Regions from separate parts of the Capsicum annuum genome. Here region 1 is linked to region 2. The links are chromatin contacts, called in public Hi-C maps. All regions are on one chromosome and are shown on one strand. Each heading gives the region's core, a stretch centred on a gene start, on an enhancer-like site or on the middle of the called end of the contact. The rest is flanking DNA. Distances are from core to core; before and after follow the strand shown. Region 1 holds the start of LOC107855434 (protein ASPARTIC PROTEASE IN GUARD CELL 1). Region 2 overlaps LOC107855410 (protein CASP).

The links. A called contact is a pair of places that touch in the nucleus more often than the background predicts.
Region 1: a Hi-C map of leaf shows a contact between it and region 2, with 1.9 times the contacts expected there. The contact joins the promoter of LOC107855434 here to the enhancer-like site in region 2. A contact is called at or near these places in 2 of 5 Hi-C or Micro-C datasets (leaf and placenta).

What each region holds. Positions count from the first base shown.
Region 1 is chr6:208,674,673-208,678,673 of UCD10Xv1.1, reverse strand. It overlaps LOC107855434 (protein ASPARTIC PROTEASE IN GUARD CELL 1), which reads left to right and starts at 2,308. Exons shown (of 1, transcript XM_016700454.2): 1 at 2,308-4,001. The coding sequence starts at 2,588. LOC107855390 (transcription factor SRM1-like) reads left to right here. Exons shown (of 2, transcript XM_016700384.2): 2 at 44-652. The coding sequence ends at 188.
Region 2 is chr6:208,558,136-208,562,245 of UCD10Xv1.1, reverse strand. LOC107855410 (protein CASP) reads left to right here. Exons shown (of 20, transcript XM_047413859.1): 18 at 360-452; 19 at 587-675; 20 at 791-1,148. The coding sequence ends at 644. Among protein-coding and RNA genes, the nearest start is that of LOC107855447, 17 kb to the right of the region's middle. Within about 2 kb of position 1,780, at least 2 of the 5 cell types and tissues checked have an H3K27ac peak or open chromatin away from gene starts, as enhancers often do. A contact at or near this core is called in leaf, where this site is marked.

The sequences.
Region 1 (4,001 bases), core at 1,059-3,558, 120 kb before region 2:
AAGATAGTAGTAAATATTATTTTATAGTCATATTTTTCTTTAGGTTATTTTTGCTTGGCTTAGAGACGTATGGGAAAGGCGATTGGAGAAGCATTTCAAGGAACATTGTGATATCAAGGACGCCATCTCAAGTGGCCACTCATGCTCAAAAGTACTTTAACCGTTTGAAGAAAAACCAGCATCCATGACATTATTTAGCTAGTCTAGATTTTGTTACAATTTGAAGGAGAGTTTTGGAGTAACTGGTAAAGTTGCTGCCATGTGACTAGAAGGTTACGGGTTCAAGCCTTGGAAACAGCCTCTAGCATAAATGCAAGGTAAGGCTGCGTACGATACACCCTTGTGGTGGGGCCCTTCCACGGTAGCTTTAGTGCACCGGACTGCACTTTTTTTTTTTTTTTTTGTAAAAGATTTTGTTACAATTTATGATTGGATTTTATCTTCTTTATTTAGTACTGTAATATCAGAAATTTAATGTTTTTGTAGCATAAAATTGAAGACCATATAACTTAGAAGGTATTCAAACTTAGGCTTGACAGGCTTCCTATTACTTTTAGCTCATATTTAACATGCTATCAATCTAAACAATCAAAATTTTGCTTGCCTCAAGCATGTTTAGGACCCACTTATTTCTATCCAAAGTAGATGGGTTAGTGACACGTTCATTTATTAATAGAACTATTTAATTCGTTCAAATTCAGTTCAGCTCGTTTATTTCACACCCCTAATCTTGATGATTGATTTGTTGATGTAGAAACATATGCTGTAGTAATTACCTGGAAACTCACTATGATATATTCCATTCCTCCTCTTCATTTATATATATAATATAATAAGAACAATAGATGGAGACATTCTGAAATAAGAAACTAGAAAAATTCGTTATTATTTGCACAAGAATTTAAGCATATGGAAAGTAAACTTATCACACTACCAAAAGATGTACTTTTTCACATTGAAATTTTCATTCAAGAACGTTGGATGACTATTTTCATAGATATTTTAATTAATCAGTGAGAAAAGAAAAAATAATAATATTTTCATATGAAAAAATTAGAAAGCCTCTCACTGGTTCAATGAGAATCTGTTTCTCATTCTGCATTTTCCCAATGAATTGATTCGGTGGGAAATGGTTGGAAAATATGTTTATACAAAGTAAATTTTTCATTAATTTGCAGTGAGAAAAACCTATATTTCCGTAGTGTGAACTTGGAAACCAACCCCTCTCAGAAATATTTACGAAGAGCAGAAGTGGACATAAATTGGACTAGTAGTTGAATAAATGGATAAATAAACACAGAAAAAAGAAGAGTCGATTTTCTACTCTAATTGAAGTCTTTGTTGCACCAGGAACCATTACTCTAACTACCCACCTATACAACAAATAGGCTGGTAATTACTATAAAGTTTAATTAATTCCCAAACTAAACAAAGAAATATTTTGACTTGTGAGTAAAATGTGTTAACTTTTTCCCTCCTATTGAACAGCATCCTATTAATCACTCACTTTAGAATTAAACTAAGAGTAAATAGAGGGGAGGAAAATAAATATCATTTCTTGAAGTCAAGAAAAACTCAAATTGTGAATGAAAAGATTGTGGGATGAGAAACAAGATAGGAAAAGTAAAAGGAGAAGAAAAGATTATGTAACAATTTTTTTCTGGATTATCAAATTATTAGGATGCAATTAAGTCCTATAATTACTAAGGTACATACAAGAAAATGTTTGACTAAAAGAGAAATGTCCGTGACTTTAACAGGGAAAGGTCATTGAGTCTATAAATCAGATACACCTTGTTGAAAATTAGGTAGGAAATTGACAGATTATGTTGTAATGAATGTTTAAGAGCATTGATTAAGCCAGACCAAATTGAGGAAAATACTCATAAGTGCTAAATCTGCAACTCTCTCTATTTCACTTTATTTGTAATAATGTGAAGTTTGACTTAACACAAACTTCAATAAAGAAATAAGAGTGTTAAAATTTGTGTTATTAAGTATGACATAATATTTGTATAATTATATAATTTTAAAATTCATGATCTTAAAAATGTAATAGTCCCATTTATATGAGGATAAAAGCTTCTCAATATATGAATATATCATTGTTTTAATAATATACTAATAGGAAAATAACGCCAAACAAAAGTCCGACATAGGAAGCATGTAAGTAGTTCTCAAAAGAACTTCAGCTTTGCTCCATGACTGAGAGCCTGAACCCAACGACCCTAAAACGGTACTTAATCGTTTACCACATTGACTGTTTATATCAGAATCAATTTAACTTATCATAATTAAGCTATTCGATAAATTAAAAATATGTCTATTAAATTAAATATAGTTGAGTGATAACAAATAAATGGAGATAAGTTTTTGCGAATGAGTACACTCTAGTCTCTAGAGATGTATGAAAACTTCTCTTTCCCTCCATATAAATGCATTATTTGCTACAACCTACACATGAGCTTCTTATCTTTCTCTATTTTCTCATCTTTTGCCTTGTCCTTCTCTTCCTCCTCTTGCTATTTATATGCCACTCTAATATTCACTTCTTTGCATTCATCGTTTCTCTTTACACCAAATAACAATGGCTTCCTCCTCATTGTCCTCCAACTTCTTCATCATTCTCATGGCCATCATCTCTTCTACTTTCCTCCCTAATGCTCTCTCTCGCTCGCTCATGATTTCTTCCCTTCCACACTCCCAAATTCTCAATGTCTCAAAATCCATTCGAAACACCGTCGAGGTTCTCTCTCCCAAAAACGAAGCAATAAAGCAACCACAACAACCCCTTTATTCGTTGTCATCTTCATCTTCATCTTCATCTTCCTCTGCATTCGCTGTATCCATCCATCCTCGTTCTACTCTCGTGAAACCCCAACACAATAACTATACATCTCTCACTCTCTCCAGACTTGCTCGTGACTCAGCTAGAGTTTCCTCACTCCTCAGTACGCTTCATATTTTTCCCACCAATTTTACTCGTTTGGACAAATCGGTTCAAACTGAAGAGCTTGAGACCCCTGTTATATCTGGAACAAGTCAAGGAAGTGGCGAGTATTTCGCCCGGATAGGAGTTGGAGAACCTGTGAAGGAATTTTACATGGCTATCGATACTGGAAGTGACGTAAGTTGGCTACAATGCCAACCCTGTATCGAATGCTACCAACAAACTGATCCGATTTTCAACCCGATTGACTCCTCCTCATACAATCGGGTCCCTTGCGAGTCACCGGAGTGTTTAGCACTTGATATCTCCGGCTGTGTTTCCGATACTTGTATGTATCAAGTCACCTACGGAGATGGATCGTTTACACAAGGAGAATTAGCTACTGAAACTGTCTCATTTGGTAACACTGGATCGTTCTCTAATGTTGCTATTGGTTGTGGCCACGATAACGAAGGTTTGTTCATCGGCTCAGCTGGGTTGATTGGTCTCGGTGGCGGTAAATTATCCCTTCCATCTCAAATCAAAGCAACGTCGTTCTCCTACTGTCTAGTAGACCGTGATTCCGATTCTTCATCGACGTTGGAATTCAACTCCGCCGGACCAAGTGACGCCGCGTTTGCTCCATTGATACGTAACTCGAAGCAAAAAACCTTTTTCTACGTAGGAATCGACGGAATCAGCGTCGCCGGCGAGATGTTACCGGTTCCGGAGAGTGTATTTCGGGTAGATGATAACGGACGGGGAGGTGTTATCGTCGATTCCGGAACAGCGGTGACACGTCTGCAGACAATAGTTTACACTTCTTTACGTGATACATTCGTAAAATACTCTCAGCATTTGCCGGCCACCCAGGGATTCCTGTTGTTCGATACATGCTTTGATTTGTCGTCGATGAAAACGGCCAAGGTTCCGACGGTGGCTATTCATTTTTCAGGTGGAAAAGCGCTGCCGTTGCGGGCGGAGAATGTACTGGTGCCGGTAGAATCGTCGGGGAAATACTGCTTAGCGTTTGCTCCGGTGGATGGATTGTCGATAATTGGAAATGTACAGC
Region 2 (4,110 bases), core at 531-3,030:
AATTAATTAGGGATGATATAATAAAATGATGGAAGTAGGTCGAAACTGTATTTTTTCCTTTTTTTTAAAAAAATAAATAATTATTAATTTTTAATACATAAATGACTTATAATAATTAATTAGTGGTGATATAGTGACAGAGATGTTGAAACGGCATAGAAAATAACATATACTCTTTAAAACCAAAATATACACGAGCCTGTGAATTACTCTGTTGATTGGCTGTCTTGAACTTCTTTCCCTGTAAGTTGAGTGCTCTCTCTCTTTCTCTATGACCAATAGTTTTTGTACTTGAAATGTTGTATGGCGTTCAATCAACTCCCGACTGTAATAAACTGAAGTGATACTTGATTTCGCAGATATGCTCGGACATTTGTATTCTTCTATACCATTGGATTACACATTTTAGTATTCACCTGCCTATACAGGATGTCAGCTTTGAGCTACCTCAGGTACAAATTCGAATAAATGCCGCCCCCCCCCCCCCCCCCCCCACCCCCACCCCCCAAATCTTATGTGAATTTCTGGTTATCTAGTTCACAGTAAATGAGATGGTTATTTACTAGCTTTAGTGAATTTTCTGCAGCCATGGTGAAGAATCTCTTGTAGGTGATAAGAATCTCAATCTTCCTCATGCACTATAGACTCCTCCATTGTATCAAGTTTTTGCTAATCGTAAGGGAACAAACTAATTCTCCATATGATGTAAATAGTTGGGGAAAAAATGCATTAATTGTTCCATTCAAGTTTGATAGTTCGAGAAAAAATGATGAAATTCTATTTTTCACAGGGTTTCTTTCCTTGTTTTTACTATTTTTGGCCCTTGCTCCGCTGGTGCTGATTCCAGTTTATGCAGTATATACAATTGAAAGGACAACACGAAGTTGAGATAGACATTCTTCTTTGAATTTCAAGAAGCTTTCGTCCTTTATTAATTGTTTGTCGTTTCCTTTTTCTCTTTGTTTATCTTATTATTATTTCATCCCAGGAATGCTCGTCTTTATTTCGACTACGTGTATCGTGCTATAGAGAAGTCAGTTTACATTAAATAAGCGATGCTTCAATTGAGATATCAAGCAAATCGATTTTTATTTGTAGTTTCTTCCATTTTTGTATTCCATTCTAGTGGAACACTTTCTTATTTAGGACATTTAGCAGTTCTGCAGAAACTAGTCAAATATATGCATGCTTATTCTCTTAAGCCTGATATTAAATTGAAATATTTATTATTGTGGGGTTGAACTCATATAATTGCAATTGAATTTCTACATCATTAGATGCATATCACATATTTGTACATATTTTCTTTTTTAGTGAATGTGATAAATTAATATATATATATTTATTAAATCACTACAACCCCAATATCATGTATCAATTCCTTAAACACTTACTTTAATAACAACAGATTTGAAATAACTCTACAAGCAAAATCGGAAAAAAGAAATAGAATGCGCACATATCTACTGTAACCCCTTCTTCCCGTTTTCCTATTTTGCCAAACACAATCTCAGTACGAATTTTTGGTACTTACTGCCTAGGTTAGAGTAATTCCTTCAATATAATAACTTTAACATTGTATAAAGTGCATTAAATAATAAATAATATTTAATATTCACGATAATATGCAAGTAGAATGGTGAGGAAAATTTTGGAAAATTATGACAGGTGTTAGATAATGCAAATGATTTGATTTTCGGGGGAAATTTCAGATAACAAAAGCTTACAGGATCCTGAGAGGTGCTGTTGTCAATGTCCTTAGAGTAAGATGCTATATCAGTGTAGCTGAACCTAAGCAAGCATTTATACTTTTGACTATGTCTACAATATAAAGCTTAAATCAAAGATAAATTATTCAAATGGGGAGTGACCGGAGATGATCCGTGTGTATTTTGTCAAGGTCAAGTTGAAAACAAGAACTCATTTATTTTTTATTGCAATGTAAGCAGAAAATTATGGAAAGCTATGTTAGTGTGGCAAGACTTAAAATACCTGGCCTGGAGATGGATTGAAAAGAAAGAAAAAAGAAAACATCTTGGAAAAGCTATTTTAAAGGCTAGTATGACTGCTTTGATCTATAACACTACGTTGGAGAAAAATTATAGAATATTGCAGCTATTCATTTTAGGAGGAGTTGATCAAGAATATGAAGCTGAGCATTTGCATTAGAGTCGAAGCTAACACAAAATTATTTGTCTATGTTAGTTCACTATAGGAGATATTGATTCTAATTTAGCTTCAGGTTTGTTTTCAATTTGGTAATGAGCCTAGAACAGTAAGGAGAAGAGTTTGTTGTTGACTATAATAACTCTAGATTTTTGTAACCACAGGGTAAGGTTAGTGTGGTGGTTCAGCACCTCACCCTTTAAGCAAGAGGTTGGGGGTTCGATCTCCACCTCTGGTGAACAGAGAAAACTCTGTGGCCAGTTCCCTACCGCTTAGTGCACTGACAGTGGAATGGAGGATTAGTCTCACGGCTACCGGTTGTGGAGATACCTTGGGAAACCAAAAAAAAAAAAACTTGATTTTTGTAATGTTCTCACTTGGTAATTAATAAAAAATATTTAATTATAAAAAAAAAATAAAAAAAATTCTTTCTCATCTTTACTTGTGCACTCTTAACTTGACACATAGAAATGAAAAATAAAAAAGTGATTTTAGTACATCACCTTTTAAATATAATGAATTTTTTAATTACTTTATATTATATTATTTATATCAAGAATAAAATGAATAAAAATAAATAAATTATTATTTCTATAAATTAAACTATTATTGTGAACATCTCAAAATGAAAATACAGAGAAATAAAAATGAATGAAGGAAACAGCTGTGAAAAGTTCAAATTTGTCCAAAAATTGTATATTCCAAAATATAAAATCAAATACCTACATATTGATCTTTTCCTGTTATTGCTACATAAGTATATTTATTTTAGAGTGTGTTTGGTTTGAAGGAAAATACTTTTGAATATATTTTTTTAATTTTTTCATGTTTGATTAACTTAAATGTTATGAAAAATATTTTTTAAATCAACTTATTTCTTCAAATTTAAGAAAAATGATTTCCCTTCCAACCTCACTCTCAAATTGAAACGATCATACAACTCTCAAAATTACTCACTCATATCCTGATACCCAATCCAATACTACTTCACTCCCACCACCCCCAATCCAAAAAAAAAAAATAAAAAAAATTAAATTTTTTAAAAATATTTCTATTTTTTCTTTTGCCTCATCCCCTATTCCGACCCCTATCCCCTACCAACCCCTCATTCGAAAAATATTTAATTTTTTAAAAATAAATTCAAACTTTTTTCTTACCTGACCCCACCCCTACCACCCCCTCAAAAAATAAGTGTTTTAAGTTTGTTTTTTTTTTAAATTTTAATTTTTTCTTACCCCACCTTCACACCTTACATCGATCCCCGCCCATCGCCTCCTTCCCCCTCACCCCACCCCCTCATCTCAGCCCAATCAAAAAATATTATTTTAATTTAAAACAAAATTTAAAATTTATTCTTATTTTTCTCTTTTTACCCTATTCGTACTCATTGTTTTTTTGTTAAATATATACAAATACTTTTAGAAATATTTTCCTACTTGCATAACGAACACAAGAATATAAGTAAGAAACAACATATTTTTTTTAATAAATATTTTCCTCTTCCATATTAAGCACACCATAAAAAATTATAAAATATTTTTATAAAAAATATTTTATATTCTTTAGCTAAATACCAAAATGTATTTTCTAAAAAATACATTTTGTTCACCAATTAAACACTAAAAGATATTTTTTTAAAATATTTTTTACTCACCAATCAAATATTAAAAAATAAGTAAGAAATCAACTTTTTTTCTCAGAAAAAAATATTTTTTAGAAAAATATTGTCTAGCATAAACGATGCCCCATTTTTTTTACCGCCAATCACAACCCTTCACACCCCTCCACATGCACCTCCCTTACTTTATAACTCCCTCTAAACAGTAATTCACCACATGACATGCACCTCACCTCACTTATAACTCCCTCTCAACTTTATAACTCCCTCAACTTTTTTCCCAACAAAAAAACAGTCAACGCTCTTTAATTATTACTGTACTAGAG